Regions from separate parts of the Mus musculus genome. Here region 2 is linked to region 1. The links are chromatin contacts, called in public HiChIP or PLAC-seq maps. All regions are on one chromosome and are shown on one strand. Each heading gives the region's core, a stretch centred on a gene start, on an enhancer-like site or on the middle of the called end of the contact. The rest is flanking DNA. Distances are from core to core; before and after follow the strand shown. Region 1 has its middle 13 kb from the start of Ptbp1. Region 2 holds the start of Sbno2 (strawberry notch 2).

Evidence for each region. HiChIP or PLAC-seq counts read pairs in DNA pulled down with a chosen protein or histone mark.
Region 2: an H3K27ac HiChIP or PLAC-seq map of extraembryonic endoderm stem cells shows a contact between it and region 1. The contact joins the promoter of Sbno2 here to the enhancer-like site in region 1. A contact is called at or near these places in 7 of 39 promoter capture datasets (the C10 cell line, cranial neural crest, frontonasal cranial neural crest and 4 more), 2 of 484 Hi-C or Micro-C datasets (cortical neurons and embryonic stem cells), 14 of 115 datasets of contacts at active chromatin or transcription factors (the 230-238 cell line, astrocytes, embryonic hindbrain and 8 more) and 2 of 9 other capture datasets (adipose tissue and pancreatic islet).

The regions. Positions count from the first base shown.
Region 1 is chr10:79,837,912-79,844,801 of GRCm38.p6, forward strand. No RefSeq gene overlaps it. Among named protein-coding and RNA genes, the nearest start is that of Ptbp1, 13 kb to the right of the region's middle. Within about 2 kb of position 3,565, at least 286 of the 459 cell types and tissues checked have an H3K27ac peak or open chromatin away from gene starts, as enhancers often do. A contact at or near this core is called in the 230-238 cell line, adipose tissue, astrocytes and 11 more, where this site is marked.
Region 2 is chr10:80,100,064-80,106,953 of GRCm38.p6, forward strand. It overlaps Sbno2 (strawberry notch 2), which reads right to left and starts at 2,639. Exons shown (of 32, transcript NM_183426.2): 1 at 2,547-2,639.

The sequences.
Region 1 (6,890 bases), core at 2,315-4,814:
CAGTCAGTGCTCTTAACCACTGAGCCATCTCTCCAGCCCCCAGTAAGTGTTTTAACTGGAAATAAAATGCAGATGCAAAGGCTGAGTGAGTCATGGGTGGGAATTGACCACCAACTGCGGAATCAACTTCACACAGACAACAAAAGAAATTCTGCTCTGTCCACTGAGGAAGAGGCTGATACTCAGATGCCCTCTGGCACAGCAGCACTGGAGCCGAAGTTAGACGCCTGCTCTCTGTACAATGGTCCTTGGTTTAGTGACCACACAGTCAGGATGATTCTGGAAGGTTCAGCCCTTGAGCCATATTTGGACCTTTCTGAGGAAGTCTGCTTGTCTGGCATGAAACCCATAATTGCAAGTCCCCAAGTCCCCTTTCCTGCCAGGAAGTGGCCCTCTCTGTGCTGTCCATTCTGGTCGGCAGCCTCAACAGGCCAGTGGCTTGCATGGAATAAGGCTGCTATCCCTACTCTTGCAGTGTGACAGCTTTGGGCCAGGGACCCTGGGTGATCTGAGGTCATTTCTAAGCAGTTTGTAGTAAATGCAGTGGGCAGTCCACAAGCCAGAACCGGTTTCAGTGTTGTGTACTTTGTGGTGGGTGTGGTGAATAACCCTCATCCCAGTATTCAGGAGACTGAGGTAGGAGAATTGTCCTGAGTTCAAGACCAGTCTGGGGTACATTACTTCCAGTCTCAAGAAAGAAAATCATTCCTAGCTCATTCAGGAGGCAGAGGCAAGCAGATCTCTGTGAGTTTAAGGTCAGCCTGGCTTACAAACCAAGGGCCAGGCCAGCCAGAGCTACACAGAGAGAAGATAGATAGATAGATAGATAGATAGATAGATAAATAGATAGATAGATAGATAGATAGATAGATAGATAGATAGATAGATAGATAGATAGAGAGAAAGGAAGAAAGAAAGAAAGAAAGAAAGGAAGGAAGAAAGAAAAAAATAGATAGGTTGGGCAGTGGTGGCATGTGACTTTAACCCCAGCAGAGGGGTGGATTTCTGTGAGTTTGAGGGTAAGCTACTCTACAGAGCAAGTTCCAAGACAGCCAGGGCTACACAGAGAAACCTTGTCTAGAAAATAAGTAAATAAATAAACAAACAAACGGAATAGAGAAACGTCCCATGGGTTAAGGACTCTGGCTGCTTCTCCAGAGGACTCCATTTGATGTCTAGCACCCATGTAGTAGCTTACCACTGTATTTAACTCCAGTTCTAGGGAATCCAACACCTTCTGACCTCTACACACACCAAGCATGAGCACGGTACACAAACATATGTGCAGGCAAAACACCCAAACAAATAAAAAAGAAGAAATAAGGGGCTGGCGAGATGGCTCAGTGGTTAAGAGCGCCAACTGCTCATCTGAAGGTCCTGAGTTCAAATCCCAGCAACCATATGGTGGCTCACAACCATCCGTAACAAAATCTGATGCCCTCTTCTGGAGTATCTGAGGACAGCTGTACTTACATATAATAAATAAATAAATCTAAAAAGAAGAATAAGAGGAGGAAGAGGAAGAGGAGGAGGAGGAGGAGGAGGAGGAGAAATAAAATTTTAAATAAGTAAATAAATAGGATTTAAAAAAAAGATTTATTAGCTGGGCGTGGTGGCACACGCCTTTAATCCCAGCATTTGGGAGGCAGAGGCAGGTGGATTTCTGAGTTTGAGGCCATCCTGGTCTACAGAATGAGTTCCAGGACAGCCAGGGCTATACAGAGAAACTCTGTCTCGAAAGAAAAAAAAAGATTTATTTGTTTATTATATGTAAATACACTGTAGCTGTCTTCAGACACACCAGAAGAGGGCATCAGATCTCATTACAGATGGTTGTGAGCCACCATGTGGTTGCTAGGATTTGAACTCAGGACCTATGGAAGAGCAGTCAGTGCTCTTAACTGCTGAGCCATCTCTCCAGCCCATAAATAGGATTGAAAAAAGAAAAAAGAAAAAAAGAAATAAACCATGGAATGAAGTTAGGTTCCCTTTTAGTCTCTCTATCTTTTGTTTTTGGCTTTTTTTGTTTTTGTTTTTGTTTTTCGAGACAGGGTTTTTCTGTATAGCCCTGGCTGTCCTGGAACTCACTCTGTAGACCAGGCTGGCCTCGAACTCAGAAATCTGCCTGCCTCTGCCTCCCAAATGCTAGGACTAAAGGCGTGGGCCACCACCACCCGGCACATCTCTCTATCTTTTGAGTCAAGCTTCCACTGTGTCGCCCAGTAGGGCCTCAAATTCCTGATGCTCCCGCCTGGCTATGGCTTGGCTACCAGGAGTGACCCACTGGGTTCCATCTCCTGCACCACACAAACAGAACTTGGTGGCACGTGACCATCATCTCAGCAATCAGGAAATAGAGGCAGAAGGACCAGGTCATCTTCAGCTACATGTCCAGTTTGAGCTAGCCTTGGCTACATGAGACCATGTTCAAAAAGGCAAAAATCAATGCAGGCAGCAGGCACCCTGCATAGCCCTTCCTTGCCCTGTAGTCCTTCAAGCTTGGCAATGTCTAAGGAGCCACTAGGGCATCACCAGAGACAGATGGGAGATCACATCTAAACCTCCAAACTCAGAAAATTGGGCCAAAGACATCCCTAGCAGGTTTTTCCAGCCCTCAGAGGCAGTAACGTGCACCTGAATTGCTTGAACTTGCTGGAATTTCTTCCATGGTACAGCAAGCAGACTCATGGCTGTGTGGGACGTAGACAGGAGGAGTGTAAAGGGGGACAGGGATGTTGAGGGATATGCTAGTGTTTGGATACTGGGTTCCAGCCCAGCCTGTAGGTGGCAGGAACCCCTTCTTCCTACCTTGATGCTCTCTGGTGGTATAGCCCCTGCCTAGAACCCACACAGCGAAGGGCTGGAGGTGTGACCACAAGGATCCTAAGGACCCTCCCTGCCTAGAATCCTCCAGTTAGAGCCCTGTGTGTGCTCAGGGGTGGAGCCCTGCCTAGAACCCCGCAGTGAGAGGCTGGGAGCAGACTCAGTCCTTAGCTCGACTCTAGCCAAGTACGCAGCTCGGGGTTTATGATAATATATGGAAGAGTGGAAGAAAATCACCCGCTGTGGAAGTCTGAGGAAGTGGGAGGGACTTTGCCGCGGAATGTCTGTGCCCACGCCTGGGCTGTAGTGGTAGTCTAACTCCTCACACCCCATCCCCCAGGCTCCTTCCAAGTCCAGACAGAGAAAGGAATTCCTGGCTGAGTCTAATTTAAAACAAACAAATAAACAATGTTTGCAGGGAGGAGAATGAGAGGAATGCGGGCGGGGCTCTTCCCTGCGGGAGAACCGGAGAACTGGGGCCTCGGACTGCAAGAACAGAGGTCACCACGACCCCAGCAAACTCCCACCCCATCTCTGCAAAGAGCTGGAAAGCACTGTTAAGCCCACCCCGACCGGCCTTCCAGGGTTATTCTGTTGTTTTATGGCCTTTTTGCTCCGCTGGCTGCAAATTGGGGGAGGGGAGAAAAAAAAAAAAAAAAAAAAAACACGGGAGGCGGGGTAACGACAGATTCCGGATCCCTGGTCCCGGAAACCTTTGTTTCTTAAGGCTGGGCAGCTGCTCCTCAGAGACAGTTAGGGCTCTGGACTTGGAGCACCGGTCAGTGTTTTTACTTCAAGGAAAGCTCTAACCTAGAGCAAGAGCCCAAAATTTCTCAGGTAGTTTGAAAAACAGTGAGGTGGTTTTGTGTGTGTGTGTGTGTGTGTGTGTGTGTGTGTGTGTGTGTGTTTCTTTCTGAGGTGGTTGTGTGTGTGTGTGTGTGTGTGTGTGTGTGTGTGTGTGTGTGTGTGTGTGTGTTTCTTTCTTAGTACTTGGTAAGCTGAAGCAGGAGGATTGCGGCAATTTTAATGACAACTGGGCTACATGAGACCTTGATTGTCTCCAAACATTGTTGGTGCCCACCTGTCATGCCAGCATTCAGGAGGTGGAGGCAGGCGGATCAAATGCAAAAGACTATCCTGGGCTATGTGAGACCCTGTCTCAAACCCTCTTTCTCAGATTAAAAAAAAATATATATATATATATATATATATATATATATATATATATATATATATATATATATATATATATATTCATATTCCAAGGTTGAGAGCACGCCTTGGTGGTGAGGCCCTAATATCAAATTCCCAGTGCTGAACAATAAAATGAAGTGTTACTCAGCCCTTTCCTGATGCATCTCTGAATTCCACACACTATCTGAAATCCACAAAAAATACCATCTTAGAGGCCCAGGTTTGCAGGTAACAGGAAAGCTACCCCATGCTTGTTTTTCTAGCAGGGAATTATTTTATCTGGATTTAGAAAGCAGCCTGCTCAGAGTATAGAGCAGTGAGGGAAGCCCTGTGGGCCTGTCTGATTCTAGAATTCTCCAGGATAAAGTCTGGGAACTTTAACCCTGTTGGAACCACAGGGAAGTTGGGGAAGCAGGCAGAATGAGTCTCGGCAAGGATCTCTCTTTAATATTTCTATTTTATGTGTGTGAGTGTCTTCCCTGCATGCATGCCTGTGCACCTCCTGCATACTGGTAACCACAGAGTCCAGGATCCCTTGAGACTTACAGACTGCTGTGAGCCACTACATTAGTGCAGAACATCACCCTGGGTCTGTCAGAGGAGCAGTCAGTGCTCACTGCCCATGAGTCACCTCATCAGCCTCAGCATCTGTTCAAAACCAAGGAAGCGACAGCAATAGGTTATGCTGTTTGGGAGTCACTTGGACTACCAAGACTGACCCCTGGGAAGGCCATGTCGGTGCCTGGGGTTTGTTAGCCTATGGCTCTCATTGGGAGCATTGCCAACCTAAGGGGTTTACTTAATATAGGATAAATATATATGTATTGTGTATAATTTTAGGTACATATAAAGTAATGTGATTCATTGAGGCTTTATCCAACACCCTTGGGGTTATCTGTTCCTCCTCCCTCCGCCTTGACCTCCCTTCGTCCTCCCTAGGTGGAGCCCTCTCCTCATTTTGTTTCCCACGTTATGTCATCCGAATCATACTATTCCCACCACAAGCCCCTCCCCCTCCCTTTTACACGTTCCCGGCTTCTGTACTACAGTCTACATACAACGGAAGATTGGAATATTTGAGCCTCCAGTAAGAGAGTACATTGGATGTTTGTCTTTCTGGGTCTGCGCTCCCGTGCTCAATGCCATCTTTTGGAGTTCTAGTCACTGAACCTACAAGTGTCATGATTGTTTTTCCCGACAGATGAATAATATCCCACAGTATATATAGACAACATTTTTCAGTATCTATTTATTGGTTGAAGAGCATTTGGGTTGTTTCTGATGGGTTCTTTTTCCACTGCCAGTGAAGTGAGCCAATTTACACCAGATTAGATTATATTAAAGGCAGGCTTATTGGAGCTGTCCCCAGGTGAGTTCCCTGGCCTCACTGAGGTCAGTGCAGTTGCCATGGGGAAAGGGGGAGGGAGAGAAAAAGAAGAAAAAGAAGAGAGCAAGAGACCAAAATGTCTGGATTCTGTAGAGAGGAGCCTCTGGGGTAAGGGCAGCCCCGGGGTTGGGGCAGGGCATGCCAGGCAGGCACTGAGGGATGTTGGGAGAACCTGGAGGGCAGGTCTGCTTTGGTGTGTAAAATGGGCATCTCAGCCCCCTGTCCAGGGGTCTGAAATCAGTTTCCATTTCTTAGCCCTTATGCATAGAGCAGTAAAGACAGACAGGGCTGAGCAGTCTCTGTGCAGCTGGATACTGCGGCCTTTGGACACATGCCAAGAAGTGGTTTCGCGGGATCATACCGGAGCCTCCATCTTAGGTTTTGGGAATTCTCCATGCTGGTTTCTGTAGTAGCTCCGGCCATTTGCAACCTCCCATTGCTTCCAGCAAATTTTGGTGACCTTTGTCTTTCTGACTTGGGTCAGATGTTGAATGTAAATCCGTCTTGCTGAAGTCACATTTAGGACAAGGGACTTGACCTTCCCTGAAGGCTTCATCCCTGCCATCCAGGTTCCGAGGTGCAAGGAAATACCATGTCAGCTAACAAGCAAGTGAGGGAGGCAGTTAAACAGCTCCTGCTGGCTGAGACACGGATGACCGGATGACCACCATGGTACACTGTCCTTGAAGCTGTAGAGAGCGGCACTCTTCCTATCTGTAGCAACCTACTGTTAGGGTTCAGACCTGGGACAAGAAGCTGAAGTGCCTGTTGTACACACCACAGCAGACCTGGCCTCCAGGTCCTCCCAGCATCCCTCAGTCCTTACCTGGGGTTCCCTATCCTTAACCATGAACTTTCCAGCCCAGGGGCTGGGCTGCCTGTCCCTCAACGGCTCCTCCCTGCATAATCCAGATAGTTTTGTCTCTCTGCCCCTTCCTTCTCTCTTGCTCTCTGCCTGACCCAGAGCGATTTCCCAATAAACCTGCATTCATATACATTTTAATCTGGCTTGAACTGGCACATTAATCCAGCAGAGAGACAACTTACCGTCAACAGCTGTCTAATTGGATGTAAGGCCCACTCAACAGGGGAAAAACCAGGCCTGATACTGGGTCCTGCATTTTTGCATTTTAGAAGGGTCTGCCACCCTTGGTGCAGACCAATGCAATTCTCCTGGAACTCACTATGTAGACCAGGCTGGCCTCAAACTCAGAAATCCACCAGCCTCTGCCTCCCAAGTGCTGGGATTAAAGGCGTGTGCCACCACTGCTGACCAATGCAATTCTTGACTACATTCTAGATCTTATCCTTACACCCTTAGATAAGAGCAGCCACCACCCTCATTCATCAAAGAAGACCTCCTTACACAGAGGGAAATTCCAGCTCCAAGAGGGACTTTACAGCTCCTGCGTCTACCTCTCAGTAGACTTAGTCAAAGGTGGGACAGAGAGACTGTAAGAGGCAGACTACCAGGAAATGGACTGTG
Region 2 (6,890 bases), core at 1,389-3,888, 260 kb after region 1:
TAGTTATGGAAGCAGTGAAAGGAGCTGCAAACTGCACAATTGATAGCACCAACAGGTGAACCTCACAAGTGATTGAGAAGTACACTTGGCATGCAAACACACACATGCACACAGCGTAGACTTGACTGTGCTCACACAATTCACTGGATGGCACATACAGGACTGGGGCCATGTTGACAATGTATGATGTAGACCTTTATCCGCATTCAAACCTCCCCACTCATAATTTTAGATTCTGTCACACACATCCCTAGCAGGGAAGCAGTCCATCTCACCCTGTGGGGGTCGGGAGAGGCAGCAGGGACAGCAGGGACAGTCACCTCTTTATTCCGCTTCTTGGCCAGTGTTTCCCACTGGCCCTGCTCAAGGGGCCCTGGTGTCAGGACTGCACAGGCAGGCATATGAGCTCTCTGGGCCTCAGTTCCCTCTTATGTGCCTGCATCCACTTCCACCCAGGGAAGGAAACTGCCTACAGTCCAGAGCCCAGAGAAGCCACCACTGGTAGGGCCAGGCTGCCCATTCCAGCGTGTGCCCGTTTCTCCTTAAAGGTGGGAGCAGAGCAGAAGTCTGCCAGGATTGACTGATGGCCACAGAGGTGCCTCTCTGTCACTGTCATACCCAGGACTGGGTTGGCAGGTCCCTGCCTTCATCATTCCCAACTTGAAAAGAGCCTCAGCAGCCCACCTGTAGGAGCCAGGTCCTGGGACAATCCAAAGCTGGGCCCAAGGGCTGTAGAGAGGGGCCAAGAGAAGTTGGGGGTTCAGCTAGCCAGGCCTCCCAGATACAGAGTCCAGCCATTGATTGCTATTGGATCAGGTCCCTAGCACGGCTGATTGCAGGGAGGGAGGCACCAGGTTATGCCCCTTGTTCCTTCAAATGTCCCCAGTCCCACACAACAGAGCCAGTCCCAACCAGGCCAGGTTCCAGGCAATGCCTCATCTAACCTGTTCACTGGGGTCCCAGCTCAGCTTAGTACCTCGGGGCCCTTTACCACATTGGAAAACTCACCAGCAGTCGTGCCACCCCCAAGGCCAGGCTCCCCGTCACTCCCCAATCACAGGGTTCAGTGGCCCGCACCAGACAGCCAAGGCAGGAAGGCAGCCGCTCCCGAGCGGGCGGGACTCAGGGACTCACAGGCATTCCGGGAAGCAGAGCCGGGGGATGGCCCAGACACTTGACACACTCATGCCTTTTTTTTTTTTTTTTAACTTTTCAGAGCGTTAATCATGACATCTGAGGAGACACCCTGAGATCCCTCCCTCACCACCAGGCTAGTTCAGCTGTGTCCCTCTAGTGCATCTCTAGTACCTAGGGTGGTGGCACCCACTCTCCCCCACTTAGCTCCCTGGTGATGTGGTTTCAAAGTCACTCTCTACTACACACTCCCCCAACCCAAACCAGAAGAGGAGACTTGAGAGACGTGGCTGGGACCAATGGTGGGGCCAGGTCTGGGCATCCACCCAGGAAACCCAGTAAGGAGACTCCTTGATAGCCAGGGGTCCTGAGAACCCTCAACGCTAAAGACACCAAGTTGGGTAGGAAGGGACAAAAATACCTCACGGAGCACCAGGGTCAAAGACCACAAGAAAAAGAAAGGGGTCAAAAAGGACACTGAACAGGAGTTGATAGAAAACAACAGAAAAGAAAGGTTAGGGGGTCATGACTGAGCCTGGGGTCAAATGATCATGGCACAAGGTGGGGGTTGGGGTTCCCTCCCAGGACCAGGGTCAAGGGCAGGAGTTGCGGGAGAAGGTTCCCGGGGTGCAACCTGAGTCTCAGGAGAGGGAAGGTCCTGGGTCTAGGAGGACGGGGTCCCTGGCATGAGGTTAAGGTTCACTGGGAGAACAGGGGTCCCAAGGTGAGGTTAAGGTTCAACTGTAGATGGGAGGGTGGTGGTCTGTTAGGGTCAAGGTTCAAAGTAGATTGTATGGGAATCAAGGTGCCGAAAAGAATGAGGGGTACCTCCAAAGACCCAATACCAGAGTCAAGGCCAGGAGTGACAGGCTGTGGACAAGATTTTCAGGGAAGGAAGTTCTCACCACCAGAGGCGGGAATCCGGGTCAGCCAAAAGGAAAGGGGGTGGGGGGGTGGGGGTCATAGGAAACTGGGGTCAGTGTCAAAGACGGACAATGGAGGTCGCAATAGGAGTCGGGGTTCCCTGGGAGCTGGGTCAAAGCAGGAGTGAGAGAGAGGTCCCCGGAGATGGGGGAGTTCAGCCAAGAGGCTCACCGGCTGGGGCAGGGGCAGGGGTCGCAGCCGGACGTGGGGTCAGGACTATTGGGGCAAGACCGAGACTGAGGTCCACGCGGAACGTGGGGTCTCGCCTCACAGAGAGAGATGGGGCGCACAGGGGTCGTGACTGGGGGCGGGGTCAGGGGGGTCGCGGGGAGGGTCAGAGGTCGCGCGCGGTGCGGCACCCTCCTCCGCGTCCGCTCCCACCCTGCAGCCAAGGAACGGCCGCGAGAAGCCCGGAACCAGAGCCTGGCCGCACGAGTCGCGTGGGGATCGCGAAAGGGTCACAGTGGCGTCTCGGGCCGGCGCCTCACCTCAGACCTGATCGCTGAGCCCGCGACGCCTCGGTTTCCCGGAGCCTCTCAGCGGCCGCCGCTCACTTCCGGGTTCTGGGCGCCATGTTGCCGGCGGCGCGCACTTCCGCTTCTGCGAAGGGGCGCGGCCTTAGGGGCGGGGCCTCTTGGGGCCGGGCAGTTCTTGCTACTTGAGGGAGCTGGACCCCTTCTCTGTCCCCTGCCTGACCTTGCTGGGCTGTAGATCGTTCCTCAGTTTCCCCTTCAGGGCTTTGCACATGCCCTGGCACACTTGCAACATCAGACCCCACCAACCTCTCACACCCTTGCCATCCTCCGCTCCCTTAGAACTATCTAAAAGCCCTATTTTCTTTTCTTTTTAGACAGTCTCACTATGTGGCCTTGTCTGGCCTAGAACTCACAAAGATCCACCAGAACTCTACAAGTGCTGATCTTAAAAGCATAAACCATCATGCCTGGTCCAATCTCTAAAACCCACTATAGATCTAATTCACGTGTCTCCCTTCTCAGTCCAGACCTAGGGCAATGGCCTCAGTGGGGCTAAAGCCAGTTCAGTCACCATCCCCTTCCCAGCTGGGTATCATGAATTCAGGCCCAGAGGCACCACCATTCAGAAGCCTGTGTCCTGCAACCCTGAGATTAGATTTGCCCATAAGTAAATGAACTGTATGGATGCTGTTTTATCTCCATGTAGCTGGCTGTCCTGGAACTCCCTCTGTATACCAGCGTGGCCTTGGACTCAGAGATCTTCCTTCCTCTGCCTCCCAAGTGTTGAAATTAAAGGCATGTGCCACCATCCCAGATGAGAACCTGGCTCTTTATTGTGCCCCCAAAAAACCCCTGTCTAAGGGGCAGGAAATCAGGACTATCTGTCCTCAGGGAAGGAGACCCAGGCAGGAGTCTCTGCATAAAGTTAAGGATACCACTGGAGATCTTAAGCAGTAAGGCTATAGAAACTTGGATTTTAAGTTTAATCAGGAGTTTTTCACAGAGACCAAAAGGAAAGACAATCTAGATAAAAAGAAAAGCTGTTTAAAAGCCTGGTATAGCCGGGCAGTGGTGGCACACTCCTTTAACTTAATCTCAGCACTGGGCAGGCAGAAACAGGCCATCTCAGTGAATTCAAAGCGAACCAGGGCTACACAGAGAAGCAGTGTCTTGAAAACCAAACAACAATAAAAAAGCCTGGTATAGTGGATTGGGCAGCCAGCTTGGGGTAAAGTGCTAAGGACCTGAGCTCTATCCCCAAGCCCAGGTGTGGTGGCAGGGGTTCAGATGATCATCCCGGTGCTGCAGAAGCAGAGGCAGGAGGGTTCCTAGCCTGGTGGGCACATTCCAGGTCCAGGAGGGACCAAGTCTCAGGGAGCAATACAGGTGGTACCTGAGGAGTAACTTTGAAGGTTAACTTCTGACCTACACACACACACACACACACACACACACACACACACACACACACGTGCATGCGCGCGCACACACACTGTACACAAACACATACACCCCCCACGCGCACACACAGAATAAAGAGTTTGGAAGTGTGAGACCCACTAGGAGGCTTGAGTCCCACACCCAAGAATCCAGTTCCCTCTCACCTTAGTCCTCTGAGATATGTGTCACCTGCATTCCCCAGGGGAAGAAATGGAGGCAGAGGACTATCCTGAAATTAGTCCCAGGTCACCTAAGGAAAGGCATGGAAGTGACCTCTGCCACACGTCCAGCACGGGAAGCCATGAAGTCACAGTGGATAATCTTGCCTCAAATGGGGGCAGTTTGCCCAGCCCAGGGTGTATCTAGCCCTGTCAGCCCGAAGGAATCTGCCAAGCTGGGGATGGCTAGGGAATTAGTCAGATTTGGGGATTTCCAAGGAAACACAGGAGTCAGCCTCAGAAAGCAACAGGGACCTGGCTCTAAGTCCATGGCCCAGGTTTTTGTTTGTTTGTTTGTTTGTTTGTTTTTGAGACAGGGTTTCCTTGTAGCCCTGGCTGTCCTGGAACTCACTCTGTAGACCAGGCTGGCTCGAACTCAGAAGTCTGCCTGCTTCTGCCTCCCAAGTGCTGGGATTAAAGGCGTGTGCCCCATGCCTGGACATGGCCCAGTTTTAAAGATGCAGCAGCATGGGCTTGTTGTGTGACCCCAGGAAAGGCACTTTACTCCTCTGAGCCTTTAAACTAAGGAGCTACATGCTAGGTTGTTCCACTGACCACACTGACAAACTGTGGCTTCGTTTGTTTTGAGAACAGTTTCATGAACTCAGGCCAACCCCAAACTCAAAAATGTAGCCAATAATGACCTTGAACCGGGTCGGTGGTGGCACATTCCTGTAATCCCAGCACTTGGGAGGCAGAGGCAGGCGGATTTCTGAGTTCCAGGCCAGCCTGGTCTACAGAGTGAGTTCTAGGACAGCCAGCAGCCAGGGCTACACAGAGAAACCCTGTCTCGAAAACAAAACAAAACAAAACAAAACAAAACAAAACAAAACAAAACACAATAACCTTGAACTCCTGATCCCCACTTTCCAAGTTTTGGGGATGACAGGCATGTGCTGGGGGTGACAGGCATGTGCTGGGGTGACAGGCATGTGCCACTATGTCTGGTTTATGTGGTGTTGGGGATGGAACCCAGGGCCCGCTGCATGCTGGGTAGTCCACCTTCAGAGCCCCAGCCTAGTTTTAGCTTTACGATTTGATATGGGGGTGGGGGGGTCAGATACATAGGGAGGGATGAAGCCCAGCACCTTAGGCTAAATAGGAAAGTACCAGCACTGAACAGCTCTGCACAGCCCATGTCATTGTTTCAAAGGATAGAAAGCCCTGCCAGGGAGTGCTAAGGAACTTCTGGAGCCCTCAGCTTCTCAGACTGGAGCAGCCCCAGCCCCAGCTCCCCTATTGAGATCTGCCCACCTCCCGCCCTGCCCTACCAGCAGCCAGCTAGCTTCCGTCCAGGTTCCCAGCCATCAGGCAGGTGCACCAGCCTGGCCATGCAGGCCTGGACCTAGGGATTCACTTCCTGTTTCCCTACAATCTGGAAAGTCCCGGTGTTCCCAGGCTGCCACCAAAGCTTCTCCTCCTCATGGTCCCCCTGGCCACTTCTGTTTTCTATACCCACTTCCCCTGGTGGGGGCCCCCAGTCTGGCACCGCCTCTTCCCCTCTCCACCTCCACCACCCTTCCATCTCCCTTTCTCAAGCTCTTGCTGGGTTTTCCTCAGTATGGAAGGGGACACTGAGGCAGGAGCAGCCGCAAAGGATATATCCACCCACCCCCATCTCCCTGTCTCTCTCTCCTCCCAACTTTGTCTCTCTTCACACAGCCACCTCACCCCAACAGCCAGCACGGCCCAGTGCAGGCATCCTCCTCCTCCAGTGGCTGACCCACCTGTAGCTCCTTGGTGTCCCCAGGTGTCTATAGGTCACTGTCCCAGGACCTGGGGCTCCCAGCTCTCTGCCCCAGGACATACAGCCAGATCCTGCTAGGCCCCTGTTAGGGCTGCAGTCTGTGCCAAGACTTCGGGGAAGAGCTAACCTGCCTGACAGGTTTGAGATCCACCCAGCCCAGGCCTTCCTCCTCTCTAGGGAGAGGCTGAGACACCTGGAGCTTGCAGGGAAATGCTCATCGGCACACCTCCACTTTGTCTCGAGTGGGTCCTGAGGTTGGGGAGCAGCAGCAGGCTGGACAATGGAAGAACATTGGGAATCGTAACAGGGGAATGAAACACAGGGCACATGGATGGGGGAAGGTCCAGGGCTGGACAGTGGGGATCACTAGGGAGCTGAGGGCAACAGGAAGCCATGAGGGTTGTAGAGCAAGGGATACTGTACAGCCAGGGCAGAGACAGAAGTCAGTTGGAGCTATGCGTGGTGGCATAGTACTATGTTATCCCAGGGAGCAGCCTTCTGAGCCACAGACCAGCAACACCCCAAGCCTTGGCCAGCTGTTTTTTCGTTTGTTTTGGTTTGTTTTCCCGAGACAGGGTTTCTCTGTGTAATCCTGGCTGTCCTGGAACTCACTCTGTAGAACAGGCTGGTCTTGAACTCAGGAATCTGCCTGCCTCTGCCTCTCAAGTGCTGGGATTAAAGGCATGCGCCCCCCCCCCCCCCGCGCCAGATGCAAACATACAAACGCAATACACACACATATGTACACATGCATACATACATGTACATGTACACACATATGTAAACACAAACATATACACATATATATGTTCACATATTCATACACACATACATGCACAATGCACACACACACACACACACACACACACACACTAAAACCCAAAGGCTCAGCTAGTGACAGTCCTAGAGAAGAGTCCAACTTTAGACACTATACCACCCAGCTCACCCCCA